Linked DNA regions of Sus scrofa: region 2 is linked to region 1. A link is a contact called in public Hi-C data. All regions are on one chromosome and are shown on one strand. Each heading gives the region's core, a stretch centred on a gene start, on an enhancer-like site or on the middle of the called end of the contact. The rest is flanking DNA. Distances are from core to core; before and after follow the strand shown. Region 1 has its middle 36 kb from the start of BTG2. Region 2 holds the start of ZC3H11A (zinc finger CCCH domain-containing protein 11A).

The links. A called contact is a pair of places that touch in the nucleus more often than the background predicts.
Region 2: a Hi-C map of liver shows a contact between it and region 1, with 4 times the contacts expected there. The contact joins the promoter of ZC3H11A here to the enhancer-like site in region 1. A contact is called at or near these places in 1 of 5 promoter capture datasets (fetal liver), 3 of 47 Hi-C or Micro-C datasets (embryonic fibroblasts, heart right ventricle and liver) and 1 of 2 datasets of contacts at active chromatin or transcription factors (alveolar macrophages).

The regions. Positions count from the first base shown.
Region 1 is chr9:63,996,034-64,000,434 of Sscrofa11.1, forward strand. No RefSeq gene overlaps it. Among named protein-coding and RNA genes, the nearest start is that of BTG2, 36 kb to the right of the region's middle. Within about 2 kb of position 1,313, at least 36 of the 83 cell types and tissues checked have an H3K27ac peak or open chromatin away from gene starts, as enhancers often do. A contact at or near this core is called in alveolar macrophages, fetal liver and liver, where this site is marked.
Region 2 is chr9:64,516,609-64,521,140 of Sscrofa11.1, forward strand. It overlaps ZC3H11A (zinc finger CCCH domain-containing protein 11A), which reads left to right and starts at 2,287. Exons shown (of 19, transcript XM_005656653.2): 1 at 2,287-2,618.

The DNA of each region.
Region 1 (4,401 bases), core at 63-2,562:
TTGACTCCAGGAGTGACCTCCACTAGCAAGATGCCTGGAAGCTGGAGAGCTGCTTCAACTAATAGCATGGGACTGGCTTGGAACTCATTCTTGGGTCACCCTAACCTCAAGGGCAGAGAGCCAGGACCAGAGAGGAGTGGGGAGAACCCCTTGTCTCTGGTCAAGAATCCTGAAAGGGGAAAGATGCTTTGTGACCACAGTCAGTCATGAGGACTGATCCCAGCCTGGAGTCCAGGGGTACTCAAAATAACAGAGGCCAAGGTGGCCCCAACCCAAGAAAAGCAGGACATGGACCCTGCCTCAAAAAGTGGGGCCCCTAGGAGTTAGTTCCCTTCATGGCCCAGCTGTTAATGAATCTGACTAGGATCCATGAGGAAGCAGATTCAATACCTGGCCTCGCTCAGTGGGTTAAGGATCTGGTGTTGCTATGAGCTATGGTGTAGGTCGCAGATGCAGCTTGGATCCCATGTTGCTGTGGCTGGTGGCGTAAGCCAGTGACTATAGCTCTCATTTGACCCCTAGCCTGGGAACCTCCATGGGCCGAGAGTGTGGCCCTTAAAGGAAAAAGCAAAAACGAAAAAAGGAGTGGCCCCTACCAGAAGGACACAAAAGTGTCTCTTAGAATCCTGGCAATGCTGAGTATGGAGGAGAGTGACACAGGGGACTCCCTATGAGGAGGCAATGACCTAGGCTTGGCACCCACTCCCTGCCAAAAAATGCTCGGCTGTAGCATCAGAAGTGCCCCAGCCACCATTGTGTAAATTCAGCGCCGCTCCACGTTTGGGGCGGGATGTGACTTCTTGGTAGACCCACCTGTCCTGTCTCCCTCATAAGTAAAAGTTCCCAGTGAGGGTGTTGCAGGTCCCTTCTCCTGGGCCCCTGGTTCCTACACCAGGACCCCCAACCGACTAGGCACTTATTCCACAGGATGGGTACTGCCTGGGTCACCCAAAGCAACCTGAGGACTGTTCCTACCACAGAGTCTGAGGGGCCTCCCTGTCTGCCTCCTCACTGATCTACAGTGGAGGAGGCCAACCCCAGGGCTGGCCCCAAATTGCTGTGTGATCCTGGGAGGGTCACTTAATCTCTCTGAGCCTCATTTTTCCTTCCACGCTATAGGGAGGTGAATCCTGACTTTGGGAGAATGAACTCCCAAATTCTAATTCCAAATTCCAAATTATTCTAATTCCCTGGAAGACAAGGAGAAGGGGGAAGACGTGAATTGTTCTTATTGGTCTCTGTACAGGTGATAGGATCCAGAGGTGATATTTGCTGTCACCAAACCTGATGTGGGTGCCTAGGCTGATCAGCAGGGGGAGCCAGGCCTCTGTTTTGGTCCTTGAGCTGCCCTGGCTGGAAGTGGCCTGGCCAGGGGTTGAGAAAAGTTGGCTCTCAGCAGGTGTTGCTCCAGAGAAGGTAAGTCCTAGGCAGCCCAGAAAAAAACATCTGGTCCCCAGAAGTCTCTATGGTTGATTGTTGTTTGTTTCTCACCATCTGACTTCCCCCGGGCATGTATGTTTGGAAGTACTTGAGCGCAGGGAAGCCTGTGAGTGGCAGTCTGGGGGACTGCCTGGGTGCCTCCAGGCTTTGTTCTGAGTGGTGGGAGGGGGCTTCTCCGATCATCTCAGGTCCTGGGCCACAAGCAGTGGCCAGGCCAGACATTTTCTATGCTTGGAGAAGATGCTGCTGGTGCTGCAGACGAGTCCAGAACCACTCACCTCCTTGCTCTGCCCAGAAAGGAGTCATTCTTGCAGATCCTGCAAGAGGTAGGATCCACTTGGGCCGCCTCAGGAGACAGTCCCTGGACGTGGCCCAGCCCCTGACCTCTGAAGCAACCCCCCACCCGCTGCTCTTTCCTGCTCTCCAGGTCAGCATGGGCCAGGATGGAGGAAGCCTCCCTTGCTTCTCTGGCCAAAGGAAAGGAGCCAAGGGGTTGCAAAACAGCCCTTAGGTTCTTGGACAAGAAGGCAAAACAAAACAAAACGAAACGCAAAACAAAAAGCTCAGCTAGATCACTGTCTCACCCAGAGGCAAGTGATTGCTCAATTCAGGGCAGCCAGCCTGGCCTCTGTCACCTGCTGAGCCTCAGGAATGAACCTGCAAGTGGGCATTTGATGGGGACAGGGCCTCTCTGGCCTGAGAGGGAGATGCCATTCTCCCCTCTGGAAACCACAGGCAAGAACAGCTTGCAGAATGATATTCCACCAAGGAATCAGGCTGTGTCCAGAAGGGCCTGTGGCCACACAGTGCAGAGAAGGTGAATTCAAACCGCAAAGTAGACAAATTGCTAAGTCCCTTCCCACTGCCCCTTCAGCAGCTCTCTTCCGGCTTCCTGACTGCCCAGGGTAGCCCCTTTTAAACACTTACAAAAGGATCACCATGAACCCCTCCTTCCAAAGTTAAGGGTACAAATAAGGAGCTTACAGAGGAGCATGAATGCTGGACCATCTCCACAGAGTGACAAGCCCTGAAGATCCTCCTACTGGGGAGAGGGGACAGAACCTGCCTCCCAGAGCCTGAAGGAAAAGACACTCACTCGGAGTCATAAAAAGGCAGAAGAATTTTCTAGGTAGATGACAGGAGCAAGGCCCCACCGCACCTCTGAAGGGGCCACTGGCCAGGCAGGCACACACAGTTGCCAATGATGCAGCAGAGAAGATCACAAAGCACTTTAGTTCACCAAGTTATTTCACCTACCTTTATTCTGTGAGGTAAATCGGAAGATGAAGTTCAGAGAAGTTAAGGAACTTATCTCAGGACACACAGCAAGTAGCTCTGATTCCATGTTCCAAGTCTTAACTTGTTCTTTGGGTAGTCTGTGCCCCACCACCACCCCAATTCCCAGAGGCGAAACCTTGGAGAAAACAACAGGGCCTGTCTTAGCTTGACAGGTCTACAACTTGATTTCGTTTTTAGGTCATTCAGAGTTGCTTAATATCTGGAGGCCCAGCTCATGCCAACCACACAGGAGGTGGATGGGCAAACAGAAAACTACCGTGTTTGTTTACAGGGAGAGTGGGTTTGTCATTAAGGCTGGTGTCAGGAATTTGCTGGAGCCACCAATTCCCTCCTGGTGATGTCCGCAAATGCAGAGCAAGGGTGCAAAGGGAGCCAGCCATCCTGAAGGACTTCTCAATCCATCAGACCAGGTGACAGAGACGCTTGACATCCTGGGAAGAATCAGGAAAGGTGACTCTGGAGCACCCTGGGTGCAGATCTCAGCTCTACCCGTCTCTGACAGTGTGACCTTGGCAGGTTACTTAAGCTTCAGCTCGTTCATCTTCAAGATGGAGATAATCAGAGAACAACCCAGAACTGCTGGGAGGAGCAAAAGAGATGATAACGTATATGACGATACAAATTAAATGCTATTTATACATTGTCATTCGGGGTGGTTGGGCGACTTCCCTATCCCTGCAGAAGGAGTCTGTACAAGAGTTAGTTGCTCTCTAGAAGCAGATCATCCTCACCCCGTCAGCCCTGGATCCACTCAAATTCTCGCTCTCCCTGATCCTTTCTTTTACACAGTGTCTCTCCAGACAGTCAGGAGCCTGAATAATGCGCTGGCTACAGCTTTATCCTGTGACATTCTTCTCCTGAGGATGCTCCTGCCCTTGATGGATGATATTCTCTATTCCTCAAGGAGATGTGAAGACACTTCACTTCCCTCAATCCTACTCCCTCCCTTACAGCGTTGTTAACCAAGAACACAGGCTTCCAAGCCTGAGCCCTGGTTGACGACAGTATGGGAGCTTCCCCTTGTGGGATCCCAGTTCCCTTACCTGTCACCCGTAGAGTGGTTGGGGAGATGAGAGTTGCAATGTACCTGACACCTTGCTGGGCATGTGGGGGAGCTTAATAAATGGTAACCGGGGGGTTCCCATTGTAGCTCAATGGAAACCAACCAGATGAGTATCCATGAGGACTCAGGTTCGATCCCTGGCCTCACTCAGTGGGTTAAGGATCTGGCATTGCCATGAGCTGTAGTGTCGTTTGAAGACACGGCTCAGATCCTGAGTTGCTGTGGCTGTGGTGTAGGCCAGTGGCTATAGCTCCGATTGGACCCCTAGCCTGGGAACCTCCTCCATATGCCGCAGGTACAGCACTAAGAAAACTAACTAACTAACTAAATTAATTAATTAATAAAAGTAACTGTTTTGTCCTTATGATAGTGGCGTTTTACTTGCTTCAAGTTCAGAGGTCTTGTTTATGCAACCATGGTGTGACTGGGGTGTACGGATGACAAGCCCTTACAAATGGGCTGCTGTTAAAACTGGTGGACAGAAAAGACCAACTTCACAAACAGGATGACAGAGGAGGTTTCCTGTGAGCATGTGAACCAGATCTGCTCCTGCCCCTCCCTTCCTGTGTCCTCCCCCATCAGGAGATCCCTCGCCTCCC
Region 2 (4,532 bases), core at 1,037-3,536, 520 kb after region 1:
ATACTCACAGAGACTATGCTGTGTTCTTAAACCAGGGAGCCGCAACAGGAACTCTTCTATCAAATTTTAACGTCTCTAATTAATGCCCTGTCAGTTTAACTGGCCATTTTTTACTCTTAGAGGTCTCTAAAATAAGATGCATGTTACAGTCGACGATACCTTAGATTTGATGAAATATATGATTGTTAAAGGACAAAATTTGGGAGTTCCTGTTGCAGCTCAGCAGGTTATGAATCTGACTAGTATCCATGAGAATGCAGGTTTGATTCCTGATGTTGCTTAGAAGGTTAAGGATCCAGCATTGCTGTGAGCTGTGGTGTAGGTCACAGACACAGCTGGGGTCTTCATTGCTGTGGCTGTGGCCAGCAGCTGCAGCTTTGATCTGACCCCTGGCCTGGGAACTTCCATATGCTGCAGGTGCAGCCCTAAAAAGAAAAAGAAAAATTCGACTGAGTAATTTTAAAGATGAAATGGGTTTTAATCAATGATTCATGAATCAGGCAGCACCCGTCCCATATAACAAATATAAGGATACTCTGAGGAGTTGTACAAAACAGGTTTTTATAGGCAGAAAGAGGATGGAATAAGGAAGTTAAAGGAGTGGATTATTTGGAGTTCCCTGGTGGCCTAGAGGATAAAGACTCAGCATTATCACTGCTGTGGCTCGGGTTCAATCCCTGGCCAGTGAAGGCAAATTTCCACACGCCATGGTTAAACCAAAAAAAAAAAAAAAAAAAAAGAATGGATTATTATTTGGAGAAAGGTAGAAAGATGGGGGGAATCTGATCAGGCAGATTGCCTCACTAGTGCTGTTAAGAAATTTCACTCTGGGAGAAGCTGAAACTGCAGTTAGTTTAGGTATTAGGTCTTGGTGGTGATAAACATAAGCAGATGCCATTTGGGGACCTAATGCGGTCTTTTAAAACATTTTTCTTTTAGGGCCACACCTGTGGCATATGGAAGTTCCCAGGCTAGGGGTTGAATTGGAACTGTAGCTGCTGGCCACAGCAACACCAGATCCGAGCCTCGACTGCAGCCTACACTGCAGCTCATGACAACACCAGATCTTTAACCCACTGACTGTGGCCAGGCATTGAACCCACATCTTCATGGATACTAGTCGGATTCGTTACTGCTGAGACACAACAGGAACTCCCTCTTTTTACACTTTATATAGTAGACCAAGCAGATGCATCCTGCAAGCCCTAGTCTGGAGAACCCGTCAGCAATTTGGAAAGGCTTCTATTAAACTGAAAAACCTTAGGTGTTGTGGCACAGATGGAAATTGGTTACCAGGAACCTGCTTGTTAGGGCTGGTTGACATGGCAATCACAGAGTATTGTCATGTAAGGCAGGGATGATTGGGGCTAGGATTCTAGTGTTGTGGCTTCTCACTTTGAAGGGAGATAAAAGCTCAAGTGCCAAGAGACTCAACACCTCTCTGACCTGATACTTACCCAGTCCTGGACTGGCTGTGACTCCCTCACGAAGCTGGTAGTTGGCAAAACAAACCCAAGAGGAAGTAAAAGGTGCCTGGAGTCCTATGTGCTTTCCCATTAAGTGTATCCTTTCTTAACAGCAGAACTACATCCTTTATCCAAGTTCAGTAAAATGCTGCCACCCAAGTAAGTTCTGTTGAGCCTATATGCCAGGGTACACTATATATATTTAAGTGTATTTGCATATTAAAAAGTTATAAAGAATACATGCTAAATTAATGATAGGTTATTTCTCAGGAATGAGATTTATGGAGACAAATTTTGTACTCTACTTAAATTTTAAGAACCCACTTACATGTATTTTATAATAGGAGGAAAAAAGTAAAGATATTTAAATGGAAAATACAGGCTAATATTAATAATGAAGTGGGTAGGCGACTAATGTTTTTCCTTTTCATGTCTCAACCCTCATGAACTTTTTAAATGACCACGAATTATTTTTCTAATACGAAAATTTGTTTTAAGGGGAAAAAAAAAACTGAAACCCATTCACTACTTCAAATAAAAATAACTGTTCAATAAAATTTTAAAAATAATAAATGCACAAATCTTTCAACATCGCATGGGAAAAACAGTTTATTTCTAAATCAGATTTATACAGGATTTGAACAATTTACTCATTATTCATAATCAACTTATTTAAATTCAACTTTCTGGTAAGAATAAACTGAACGCTTACAGTCTCGTGGACACAATTCTCGCGCTTCCCCGCTTATTACGTCAATTTCATTACACAATTTTTAAAAAAAAATCAAAGACAGTTTCAAGAAACCCGTGACCTTCTAAAGCGCATTCCTTGGAAAGGCAGGGCCTCCACGGTTTAGCACCTCCCCTCTCACGTGACCCTGTCACCCGAGGAAGCCATCTTAAGCATCGCCTCATAGAGGAAAACTACATCTCCCAGAATCCTTGCGCTTTGCGTCGTGCTGGCACTTTTACTGGCCGGATCTTAGAACTGAACCTGTAGCCAGGCGCCATCTTTGACTCTGGCAGTCTTGGATTTCTGCTGGTGTTGCTGCTGAGAGGACGGCGGACGGCAGCGGCTAAGAAAGAAGAAAGACGTGGCAGCAGCGGGAGTCGTGGATAGTGTCGTCGGTTCGGTAAAGTTTCTGTTCTCCGGTAACTAGACCCGTTTTTTTGCTTCCCGGGTGGCTCGGGGCCGGGGAGGTGGGGGAGAGGGCGAGGGGAGTGGCCGCGGCCTCCCCTCGCCCCTGGGTCGCGGCCTAGCCCGGGAAGTCAGAGCGGGTCCTTCGGCCCGGTGGTAAAGACCGGCTCCCCCACCTCCGGGCCGCTGCCGTCGCCAGGGCGGCCTGGGAGCCCCAGGCTCCAGCTCCCAGGCCCATCTACCCCCACCCTCCTTCACCCCACCCCCACGGGGCCTGCTCCTTTTCCCAACCAGTCTTCCTCCCTTCCCCCACATCCGGTGTTGGCGAAACTGTAGGAGCCGGGAGCAGCCCCGGGAAACCGACTTGTTCCCCTACTCCCGGAGGAGAACTGACAACTACGTTGCTTTCTCTGGGGCAGCAGTTTCCTTAGTTTTAGCGAACCCCACTGCCTAAATCAAATTGAATGCCAGGAGCTGATTTTACCTACTCTCATTCCTCTCCAGGGTCCCACTACTTGGGAGATTTTCTCAAACTCCACATACAGAAAGCCACCGATCTTATTCCGGTATCCTACACCCCTTTCCTACCTTAATTACACTCCCACCCCCAGCCCTCAGCATCGGAGTCAAGAGCAACAGGGACACTTCCGTTCTCCTTGTAGGATTGATGAAACCGTAATGAAGAACGCCCCCTAAACTCCCATAATCGGTGCGGATTCCTATGGGGAAGGCCCATATTGTTGACATCTTCCAGGCCTTGGTTCTGGACCTTGAGAAGGAGGCTGAACTAGTGATAGCGATGCTTTTTAGGGTAATTGTATGTAGGTATTGGGGGAAGGGGAGGGATCAACCAAGAAGGCATGACACTGATTTAAAACTCATATTTCATTTTCTGCTGCTCATATAGAGTCCAACTTAGGAGTTACTCATTTGCAGGCTGTAAGGCTTCTCCGGTCTAAAAATGTCTGAAAACCAAGTATGGATTAACTCTTGATACAGATAGTAAATTAGAAATTCAGTTTGTAATCTTACTTTAAAATTTTACTCTCAAAGCATTTTTTTTTTTAAAAGCTACCTACATTTTTAAAAAATTGTGTTACTTTTAGCTAGAGCTGAAAGGGTCAACAGGCATTTGCTGTTAATGACCAGTATGTGGAGTCTGATTTAGCTTTCCAGAATTGACTTTTGGGGTTGTATTGGCAAATCACAGTCTTAAATAATGGATATTAAATGATGCACTATGTTTTTGTTTAAATGAAATTTACTGAAAATAATTCCAGAATTAAGGGGATTTGATGTTGCTGTCGTGAGGCAACATAAAAGATACGTATTTTAAAAGCTAAAACATTTCAAGCAGATACAGTTCTTGATGAATCATAAAGAATATGGACCATAGATTTGGAAGACTTGGTTTTTAGCTGCTACTAACTCTGACGCTGGAAAAGTAGACCTCAGTTTTCTTTTCTGTAACATGAGGAGATTGGACTATTTGAATTCAGAACTCAGAAAGTTGGAAGGGATCTTAAAGCCCTCTGTAAAAGAGTTTGGGAATGAGCTCCATTGCTGTCACTTTTCCTCCAAAAATAACCTGGCATGGAAGTCATTGGTCCAGTGGGAATTTGACTCCCCATAGAAACTGGAGAAAAGGTAATGCAAGTAGAGAGGAACAGCTGTATATCTGTTTGAGGAATAAACCCACTAACAGATTCTGCTACGAATTTTGGAGACATAAAAAGAATGAGTATATGTACCTTAAGTGTACCAGTGTCCTCACTCTCTCCTGGCAGAAGATGTAGCACTTTTAGTGGTGCTGGGATTCTGGGCTGTGTTCCTATTAATTCTAATACAGATGAAGAAGATGTGGTAGAGGGAAAGATGGTGGCAGAAGGAGTGGATAAAGAGGCAAAATTGCCTGCCAAAAAGAAAAG